Regions from separate parts of the Triticum aestivum genome. Here region 2 is linked to region 1. A link is a contact called in public Hi-C data. All regions are on one chromosome and are shown on one strand. The core of a region is the stretch at or near the end of the contact, and the rest is flanking DNA. Distances in the headings are between cores, read along the strand shown.

What was found. Hi-C and Micro-C count contacts between places; a contact is called where the count stands out from the background.
Region 2: a contact with region 1 is called in a Hi-C map of leaf, with 5 times the contacts expected there. The contact joins the promoter of LOC123181092 here to the enhancer-like site in region 1. A contact is called at or near these places in 2 of 5 Hi-C or Micro-C datasets (both in leaf).

What each region holds. Positions count from the first base shown.
Region 1 is chr1D:219,982,383-219,987,767 of IWGSC CS RefSeq v2.1, forward strand. No RefSeq gene overlaps it. Among protein-coding and RNA genes, the nearest start is that of LOC123167661, 8.3 kb to the left of the region's middle. Within about 2 kb of position 2,084, at least 5 of the 8 cell types and tissues checked have an H3K27ac peak or open chromatin away from gene starts, as enhancers often do. A contact at or near this core is called in leaf, where this site is marked.
Region 2 is chr1D:220,309,099-220,314,483 of IWGSC CS RefSeq v2.1, forward strand. It overlaps LOC123181092 (homeobox-leucine zipper protein HOX9), which reads left to right and starts at 2,574. Exons shown (of 19, transcript XM_044593316.1): 1 at 2,574-2,892; 2 at 3,371-3,691; 3 at 3,928-4,087; 4 at 4,194-4,273; 5 at 4,368-4,458; 6 at 4,554-4,649; 7 at 5,087-5,200; 8 at 5,311-5,385. The coding sequence starts at 3,441.

The DNA of each region.
Region 1 (5,385 bases), core at 834-3,333:
TAACTAAACCGGGTTAATTAGACTAACTAAGTGATTAGGCTAATTTATTTTAATTAGATTAGTTAAACATGATTAATTAACTCATTAATTAATTAATTAATAATTTATTTATTCTAACATTCTTTTTATTCTCTTTTTTTTAACAAAATCGTTCTGGGGGCGGGGCCCCCTGTGATTGGCCTAGGGGCCTTAACGGGTCAGGCGAAACGGGCGCGAGTGGGCGCCTGGAGCGGGCGCTGGGCACCCGCCCAGGCCGATAGGGAGGAAACGGCGCTGGGCACCGGCGGCCACAGCGACGTGCGGCCGCAGCAACGCAGGGGGCCGGAGCGGCGCACCGGCACGGCGCAGTAGCAGGGCCGCCGCGGGACGGACACGGGGTGGCGGTCCGGGGAGCCGACGAGCGGCCAGTGGGGACGTGTGAGGCGGACGAGGCCATGCGGGGGAGGCGTGACCCCGAGCGTAGGCGGAGCGGGGGTGCACGCGAAGTGGCGCGGCCGGACGGAACGCCGCGCGCGGCAGGGCGCGACCCGGCCGCGGTGAGCGCGTGCGACAGAGGAGGGGAGGAGGAGTCGGGGCTCACTGCGGGATGCAGGGATCGGGGCAGTGGGCGCGGGGAGGAGACGGTGACGACGGCGACGTGGTGACGAGGTGCAGCGGCGTGGCGGCGCCGGTGACGGCAGGGGTCGAGGAGGAGCTCCGGTGGACGCGACGGGGAACCAGTCGATGTCGCCGACTTGGGGCCGCTCCAGTCGGTCTCGGGCACGTGGAGGTCGTGGACGACGTCGAGGAAGCCGTAGGGCAGCACGAGCAGCTCGGGAAGGCCGTTGGCCATGGCCACGGCGAGGTGGTGGCTGCGCTCGGCCAAACAAGGAGAAAGAGGGGCGCGGCGAGCTGCTGGGGAGAACGGAGGGAGGAGAGATGACCGGGCGACGGGGAAGGGCAGTGAGGCGGTCAGAGTCGCCGGCGCGACATCGGACAGGAGGGAGCTCCTCTCCCGTGTGTGTGCTGTGTGATGGCGGCGGGGTGGGAGGACGAGGGAACGGGGTGGGGATCGGGGGGAAGTGGGGAGGGGGTCGCTAGGGTTCGGTGGCCCCAGGGGGCTATAGGCGCCGGCTGGGCCGGCCTGGTTGGCCCAGAGGCCAGCTGGGCTGTGGCCCAGTGGGGGGTTCTTTCTTTTATTTTATTTTTGTTTGTTCTGTTTCCTTTTCCTCTTTTTTTATTCTATTACTTTCTTGTTTTTTTTATTTTAGTTTTATAAAATTTAAAATCGACAACTAATTTGGTGTTATTAAATAGGTCACAGCCCCAAATATTTTGACACTTTAAATAAAGTATTTTGCATTTGCTTATTATCTTAAAAGCATTTTAGATAATTGTTTTATCGATGTTTTAGTTTATTTAGTGCATTTAAGTATTTTATTAAAAGATGATTTCTTCACCAACATTTATTATGGATTATTTGACACATTAGGAACAATTTAGTTTTGACTTTTGAAAACTTTAATTATTTGACTTTAATTCAAATTTGAACTTGGATCGGTTCTGAACTAACGCGAGATTATCAACAATAATCGAGGTGACGTGGCATCATTACCAGAGGGTTACTGTAGCTTGATTACCCGGACGTCACAACTGGGCAGTGCTCCGGCAGTGCCAGCGGAGTTGGGAGAGTTTCTTTTCTTTTCTTTTCTTTTAGCGTCGCTGGCGGCCGTTTTCACGAATGGATGTCAAGCCCTGACTTCCCTTCGTAACGTCACAGGATCCGGCTCCAGGATTCAAGTGGGCATGACACTCCAAATCCTATACCTTTCCTATTCTCATGTTTTTAAAATCCTGCGAATCAAAGAGGTCCTAAATGATGTTTCTATCCAATCATAATAAAAATGACAGGCAACTTAGTTTACCGGTCCTTGAAAAAAATATTAAACGCTCAAATGTACACACTGTGGACATGGGTAGGGGAAATAATTTTGGATTCAAGGAAATACCACGTCACATTCACTGCTGGGGACATCATGCAATATGCACGGTCACGGTAGGGGTCCAGCAAGTACCATATGTCGTGCCTGGACCATGCATGCGTTAAACGCATTGATGTCGAAGGTGATCAGCGTGTCCATATACTGATACAATGTACGTACGCACTCTAACATACTGCCAAGATCTCGGTATGACCGACAGATTTGTGGGGCTGCGGCGTGCATTTTGGTCTTTGCATTGCGTTACCTCGTTCTGGAAGGATGCGTCGCTGAACGCGATGGTCACGGTACACTGCGCATGTTGCTTAGGCCACCTCCAATGCATTGGTGATAAGATGAGGTGCTAAGCGTATTAAAAAAATTAGCAACTAGAGCTTCTAATACATAAGTGCTTAACTTGTTCATTTAATGATTTAGCTACTAAAATTCTTCATGCATTGGTGGACTTATTTCATTTAAGTATTTTGGCCAGGTTCACGCGTTTGACATTGTTTTTTTCTGAGGTTACCACACTCATCTCTCTCCTCTTAATTATCTTGTCAAATCAGATTTTTCGCTTACATGACAGCCCTAGCACCTGTACAAGGTGAAGCATTGAGAAGGGCAGTCTATCAGCATGTGAAGAATCAACACGTGCATCTTAATTATGCAGAGGCCAGAGATAATTCTTAAGCCTCTTAAGTAATGAAGTGTTTTCTATCAAAAAATGTGGCTAGATGGTTACGATGGTGTTTGTACAATGGTCCCATAAAGGTGAAATGTTTTTTCAATGAGAGACGATGTTCCCATGATAGCAACACACGTATTGTTATTTTATCAATCTCAAGATATGTTGACTACGTATTAATAAGGGCATCTTCAAGGCGAACTCTTAAACCATCCACATACGTCTGGATCGCGCGGTGCGGATGCGGTTTGTCATCCAACGGAGGCCTGTATCGGTCCGCCAAACGATGCGGACATACTTTTGCCGGCAAACCTGAGACAAACGTGAGAGGGTTTTGCGGGAGTCTGGATAGTAGACACGTAGGACTCCGGAACCTATGCGCCTCCATCCACCTCATTTTCTCTCATTCCTTCTTTCTCTCTTACCTTCGCCGCCGCTCCACTACCCTTGCCGCCACACCACACCCTTGCTGGAACTCTACGTCTCCGTCACCTCCAGTGTTCCAGCCGGCTCCACCCTGCTTCTCCTCCACCACCCTTCAACCCGTGTCCCAGACCGCCCCGCTAGGTACCATCCACTACTGCTATACTCACCATGCCCGACAACTGCTCAATGAATTGCCGGAGCTAAAAAGTTTTACCTTCTTCTTTCTAGCAATGGATTCTGATTTGGAGTACATACACGAGTACTATGTTGAGTCGTTCAACGTCTCGTCCGATGAGGAGGACTACACGGATGAGACGGCGATGATGCAGGTGGTCCTTGAAGATGTGGAGTGTGCGCAGGAGCATGTTCTCAATTTCAAGGGACCGATCAAGGGTCATCGAGTGCTCAACTACAACAGGGTGCACGACCATTTGACACTGATGGCCGACTACTTTGCCCCAGATGCACTCTTCGCTGACCATTTTCGCTAGCGTTTTTGGATGCGCAAGACCGCCTTTGATCGTTTTGACCCTGGCGTCCGGTCCTATGATGACTGCTTTGTCTTGAAGAAGGACGTCATGGGAACGATTGGTTTCTCTGGTTATCAGAAGTGCATGGCCGCATTAAGGATGCTTGTATAGGGCACGGCCGCTGATTCGTGGGAGCAGTACCTATGGATGTCCGAGGGAGCATGTGGAGATGCCATGGTCAGGTTTCAACTGCCGTGGTCGAGGTATTTGGACCTCAATACCTGAGAGAACCAACTGTGTGAGAGACTGAGAGGCCTTGGCAATCTCAGAAGCAAGAGGGTGGCCAGGTTTGCTTGGATCTCTTGACTGCATGCGTTGGAAATAGAAGAACTGCCCAAAGGCTTTACAAGGGCAATATCAGGGTCATGTTAAGAAGCCCACCATCATTCTTGAAGCTGCATCACATGATCTTTGGATTTAGCACGCTTTCTTTGGCATACCCAGGTCTCACAATGACATCAATGTGCTGTAGCGATCATTGTTGTTTGCGAAGCTGACTGAAGGAAAAGCTCCTCCTTGCCACTATACTGTCAATGGACATGAGTATAATATGGACTACTATCTGGTTGACGGTATCTATCCTCTGCGGGCTACCTTTGTCACCACCATCTCTAACCTAGTTGGCCAGAAAAAGACTCACTTTACCAAAAGATAAGAAGCAGCTACAAAGGATGTTGAGAGGGCATTTGAAATTTTGCAGTCACATTTTGCAGTTGTTCATGGACCCGCTAAACAATGGGATCCAGAGACCATATGGGAGGTGATGACATATTGTGTGATCATCCACAACATGATCGTCGAGGATGAAGGTGAGGATGTTGCCGCAACTCTAAAATTTGAGGATATGAGTGATCCTATCGAACTTCCAGACCAAAATCCGGCCACATTTGAAGAGTTTATTCAAATGCATCAACAAATTTGGCATCGACCAACTCACGAGCAACAGAAAAAGGATCTGATTGAGTATCAGTGGGCGGTTAAAGGGGACAACAATGTTGAAATGTAATATTTAAATTTTTTAAAAATTTGAATTAGTGCTGCATGCGGCTATTTAAACGTATGTACTCTATGTATGCGACTATTTGAACGTCCGAACATGATGTATGAGGCTATTTGAATGTGCGGACTTTAAAAAAATAACGAAGGCCGGATGTATGCAGACAGCGTTGAATGGCGGTCTCCCGCATCTATGTCCATGGACTGATCTCCTGTTCATTAATGGAAACATGAGAAAATTTTCCCGTGGTCATTGGAGATGCCCTGAGACGTCTGTACGTTCGGTAAACGTGAGCAGATGCATCTATGTTGTGTTGCTAAAAAGGAAAGTCTATGAGCATATAAAATTTATTTAGTTGGCGAATTACAGAGATCAATGGATATGTGTGGCCAAATTGATGGTTACGAGGCTAAAACCGAAAACAAACACCAACTGCACGTTGTTTAGAATAAGTTCATGTCATGGACCTACCAGAGAATTTAAAATAATATGCAATTATTTTATTTCGATTGAAAGGACCCGAAGAAGCTACCTTTGAAAATATGCTGAGATTTGAGGGCAATGGGCCCCCGGTGGAGGATTGACAATTCAAAGCATTGCCGGACAGAAACTTGAAAAATATCAAAGGAAGCATGAATGGCCCTACAATGTTGGGTGATTTGCTTAGACTGGGGTCGATCTTTTCCTTTTTCTTTTCCTTTCAAGAACTGTGAGTTAGACCAGCTTTGATCGAGCTAGTCCAGCCACAAATCACATGATGATGTACGGAGGGATATACACAGGCTG
Region 2 (5,385 bases), core at 1,324-3,823, 330 kb after region 1:
TGCCTTATCTAGTTGATGGAGGTGTGTCTATCCTACAGTACGCCGATGATACGATCATCTTTATGGAGCATGACTTGGCAAAAGCGAGAAATATGAAGTTGGTGTTATGCTTATTTGAACAATTGACCGGGTTAAAGATTAACTTTCACAAAAGCGAATTGTTCTGTTTTGGAAGAGCCAATAAGGAACAAGAGGCTTATAGGCAATTGTTTGGGTGCGAATTGGGGACTTTACCTTTTACGTATTTAGGTATACCAATTCACCATTGTAAGCTGACAAATAGAGAATGGAAGTGTATCGAGGATCGCTTTGAGAAGAAAATGAGTTGTTGGAAGGGCAAGCTCATGTCATATGGAGGCCGATTAATTTTGATTAATTCGGTTCTCACGAGTATGCCTATGTTTCTCTTGTCTTTCTTCGAAGTCCCAGCTGGAGTTAGGAAAAGGCTGGACTTCTATCGATCCCGATTCTTCTGGCAGAGCGATGAACTAAAAAGAAAATACAGACTCGCCAAATGGAATATTATTTGTCGACCGAAAGACCAAGGGGGGCCTTGGTATTGAAAATCTTGAAGTCAAGAACAAATGTCTTCTTAGCAAGTGGCTGTCTAAGTTATCTGTAGAGACTGATGCCACATGGGCGCAGATTCTCCGTAGTAAGTATCTTCACTCCAAACGTTTGTCCCAGGTGACAGCGAGGCCGACGGACTCGCCTTTTTGGAAAGGGCTTATGAGAGTCAAATTAGCCTTTTTCAATAGGACAAAGTTTATAATCGGCAATGGCGCTAACACGCGATTCTGGGAGGATACTTGGCTCGGAGAGACCCCCCTTGCGCTTCAATACCCGTCTCTTTATATTATTGTTCAACGACGTGATGCTTTCGTTGCAACGATACTTCAGTCCATCCCCCTTAATATTCAGTTTAGGAGGACTCTAGCCGGTAATCGTTGAGAAGCGTGGCTCCATTTAGTGAGTAGACTGATGGAGGTTCAGTTGTCTCAACAGCCCGATCAATTACGCTGGAAGCTTACTAGGTCTAGAGAGTTTACAGTTAAATCAATATATCTCGATGTTATCAATTCCAGCTCCATTCCTAGTTTCAAATATGTTTGGAAAGTCAAAGTTCCTTTGAAAATTAAAGTGTTTATGTGGTTTGTACATAAACAAGTCATCTTAACCAAGGACAATTTGGCAAAGCGTAACCGGACAGGACCTACTCGGTGTAGTTTTTGTGATCGGGATGAAACTATCAAACACCTTTTTCTTGACTGCCCGTTGGCCAAAGTTCTATGGCGAACGGTGCACATAGCCTTTAACATTACTCCTCTGAGTTCTGTCAGCACGCTATTTGGAACGTGGCTTAACGGGATAGAGTCCAAAACAGCGAGACACATTCACGTAGGAGTATGTGCTTTATTGTGGGCAGTCTGGAACTGCAGAAATGATTTGATTTTTAACAGAACAACAAATATTCAGTTTTTGCAGGTTATTTTCCGAGCCACTGCGTTAATCCGTATGTGGTCGCTACTCACTCTAACGGAGGCCAGGGAGCGTTTGGTTACTGGATCTATCCGGTGGGAGATGGTAGCACGGGATATCTTCAACCGGTTTGGATGGCGCTCATGTAATAGGATAGGCAATTAGTTTTCCTATCTTTTTTATGCCAGCCGGTTGTGACTTTTTGGCTAGTTTGTTATTGGCTCTTTGGCTCTTTGTGAGCTTTCCTTTACTTTCGTTTGAGACTTTAAGACCTTGTTGCACCTATTTGCTTATTTATAAAGTTGGCCGTATGCATCATTCTGATGCAGAGGCTCGAAAAAAATATTCCTCCCTTTTAAAAAAAATAGCGTTGCAAATTGTTTTAAATAATAATTACATTTTTATGAGACTACATAAAAAAAGGCTAGGGGTTCATCGGCTTGATTATATTGTATGTTTTATAATAAACATAAAATATAGCTAACTCTTGCATCGTATCATTTGTCTCTCTTTGTTAGGCCTTCAATTTGAACTTCAAAACTTTAGTGCTTGTTGTAATATGTTTGAGGAATGCACGGGCCTAGTAATAACAATAGTTGTAAAAAATTGGACTACATTATAAATTTGGTGTCAGATTTTGACCATGACAAATGGTGTAGTATGCAGTAAGCAACCTCAAATCCAACAATGTCATCAAGAGAAAAAATGTCCAAGTCGACGCGGTCAGCGAGATGTCACGGGGAAAATAATGGTGTCCTTTCAGCGCGACAGTGACGCGGGCGGGGGTACAGCGAACCACTGTGTGCGGGTCCCACTCCCGACCTCCATGGACCGAGCTCACCCACCCCCTTCGTCCTCCTCCACAGCTTTCTCCATCTCCTCACGTCCTCTCACTGCCTAGTAGCCTAGCTAGTCTATCATCGTAGCTGTAGCTCCAGGCCTCTAGCTCGCAGCGTAGAATACGACTAGACGTACTGCGAGCTGAGCCTGAGCTACTGCCACTCTCGCGACCGCGGGCTCCTGCTCCGCTCCCCCACCCCCCCGCCCTCTCTCTCTCTCTCACTGGCCAGCCTTTAAAGCTGTCACCTTTTGCCACCCTCTCCGTGTCGCTGTACAGACTCTCTCTCTCTCTCCCCCTCTCCCTCTCGTCGCTCGTGCTGTGGTGTGCTCGTTCGATTGCCTCAGGTCGGACGGACGGACGCGAGCTGAGGGCAGGAGGGGCCGGATCCGGTGGTCCGGAGTGCGAGCTAGCGGCCCCGGTTGTCGCGGCGGCGGAGGAGTAGTTGGTGGAGTGCCAGAGGAAGCGGTTCATGGACGTGGTTCCCCCTACCGCAGCCCGGCGGGGCGGCGGGAGGCTGTGAGCGGGTCACCGGCGGCGCCCCTCCCCGCGCCGGCCGGCCGGCGTGTGTGGAGGTAACTCATGTCTAATTTCGCTCGACGCGTCGTTCGGGAGTTCGGGAGGACGATTCTCGCGTGTGCTCCTCAGACTGCTTATCCGCGTCGCCATTTGCGTTTCCTGATGGATCTTTTTTTTTCGTCCCTGAAAACATGTTTTTCCGCGATTATCCGTCTATTTTTTGTCTCTGTCGCTGGAGGATTTAGCTGATATTTCCGCGCGGCTAATTTTTCCACTTTTGATTCTCACACGAAATCGTGCGATTCTGGCGTCGCCTCGCCGCCCGCATTTGCGTCTTCTGCAGCGGCTGCCTTTCCCTTTTCCCCATTTCAGATACTGAGCCAAAAGCCGCCTCCTTTGCGTGCTTTTCCACGCTTTGTTGTTTAAGGGATCAGGAGGAGGGATGGAGGGACGCGGATGGCCCAACCGCGCTCGCCAATCTCCCGCGTTTCCCCATGTCAAATTTGTTCTAACTGCTCGAAAATCTCCTCCCAGGTTGTTCTGCCCTCAAGGATCGCTGCGCGCCGCGAGGGGGTGAAACTAGGACGCAAAGGAAGCGCTTAAGATGGCGGCGGTGGCGGCGATGCGTTGCGGGAGCGGGAGCGGGAGCGACGGCGGCGGCGGCGGCTACGACAAGGGCGGGATGGACTCGGGCAAGTACGTGCGGTACACGCCGGAGCAGGTGGAGGCGCTGGAGCGGGTGTACGCCGAGTGCCCCAAGCCGACCTCCACGCGCAGGCAGCAGCTGCTCCGCGAGTGCCCCATTCTGTCCAACATCGAGCCCAGGCAGATCAAGGTCTGGTTCCAGAACCGAAGGTGAGCATGTCGGCCGCCCGCCGCGCTTGGCCTTTTGTGATTGGATGGAATTTGCTGCATCAGCAGCCATTACGCTGCATGAGAGTGTAATGGTGGCTGGGTAAATTGAGTAAGGATGGATCACGAACAAATGTGGGAGTTTCTAGTTCTGTGTTGGAGCATATGTGTACTTTTCCCAATCTGGGCAGGTTCTGCATTCAAGCATAATTGTAATGGGCTTTTCTCCGTGGGTGCAGGTGCCGTGATAAGCAGCGGAAGGAGTCTTCGAGGCTTCAGGCCGTGAACAGAAAACTGAGCGCCATGAACAAGCTCCTCATGGAAGAGAATGAGCGTCTCCAGAAGCAGGTCTCCCAGTTGGTTCATGAGAATGCATACATGAAGCAGCAGCTGCAGAATGTAAGTCTACATTTTGTTGTTTTACTTTTACAGACCACGTTGTTTGTAGGACGCGGATAGGATAAATATCTGATCGTTGCTACCTTGTGTTTGCATTACATTACAGCCTTCGTTGGCCAATGATACAAGTTGTGAGTCAAATGTGACCACTCCAAACCCTCTAAGGGATGCAAGTAACCCAGCTGGGTAAGTGGTTTCTGTTACTGACAACAGGTGGGATCATCCAATTCCCTTTTATGTAAGAACTTGTTACATGTCTCCCTTCCATTTTCTTCTCTAGACTCCTTGCAATTGCGGAGGAGACATTGACAGAGTTCCTCTCAAAGGCTACAGGAACTGCTGTTGATTGGGTCCCGATGCCTGGGATGAAGGTCAGTTGCCAATTCTGGAGGTTCTTTGTTCCAACACTGATACTAACGCTAAGTGGATCTATGCATGCTCATTTGTTTTTCCTTCCTGTGATTAGCCTGGTCCGGATTCGTTTGGTATTGTTGCCGTTTCACATGGTTGCCGAGGTGTCGCTGCCCGTGCCTGTGGTCTGGTGAATCTAGAACCAACAAAGGTAACTGTATACCTCAAACTTCGTTTGGAACTTCATGTTAGTTCAAGAACGCTCGTTGTTTGTTTCCAAGAGAATCATGAAGAAACTGTCGAACTTGTAGTAACCATATTGTTTGTATGATATATGGCGTGGTTTCTAAAAAATGAAGACAGACCTCAGAAAAAAAACTGTACCCCAGCTAGCCGTGCATACATCACTCCCGTTTCTCTAAAGATGTAAATAAAGCCTTTTGGAAAACTGAATCAATAAAGTTTTAAACTTAATAAAACAACTTATATTCTGCAATTTCATTTTTTTTGAAGAATCTTCTCATCTTGCCAGCTGAAACAGAAATCCTATCATATTTTCTTGCACTCCAAACTTCTCTACAAAATTGAGGCACACTGTTCTACTAGGAAATTATTCCCTGGAGTTTCTAATATTACTGTGCATTCTAGATTGTGGAGATCTTGAAAGACCGCCCATCTTGGTTCCGTGATTGTCGGAGTCTTGAAGTTTTTACGATGCTTCCAGCTGGAAACGGTGGGACCATTGAACTTGTTTACATGCAGGTGAGCATTATGTCATTGATCACTTCTTCCTTTGCACAATAATATGGTGTACTTTAGTTCGGTAACTTGTATTGTCCATGCTATTTCTTACTCTTGGTTTGTGCATTCAGATGTATGCTCCTACCACTTTAGTTCCTGCACGTGATTTTTGGACGCTGAGATACACAACTACAATGGAAGATGGG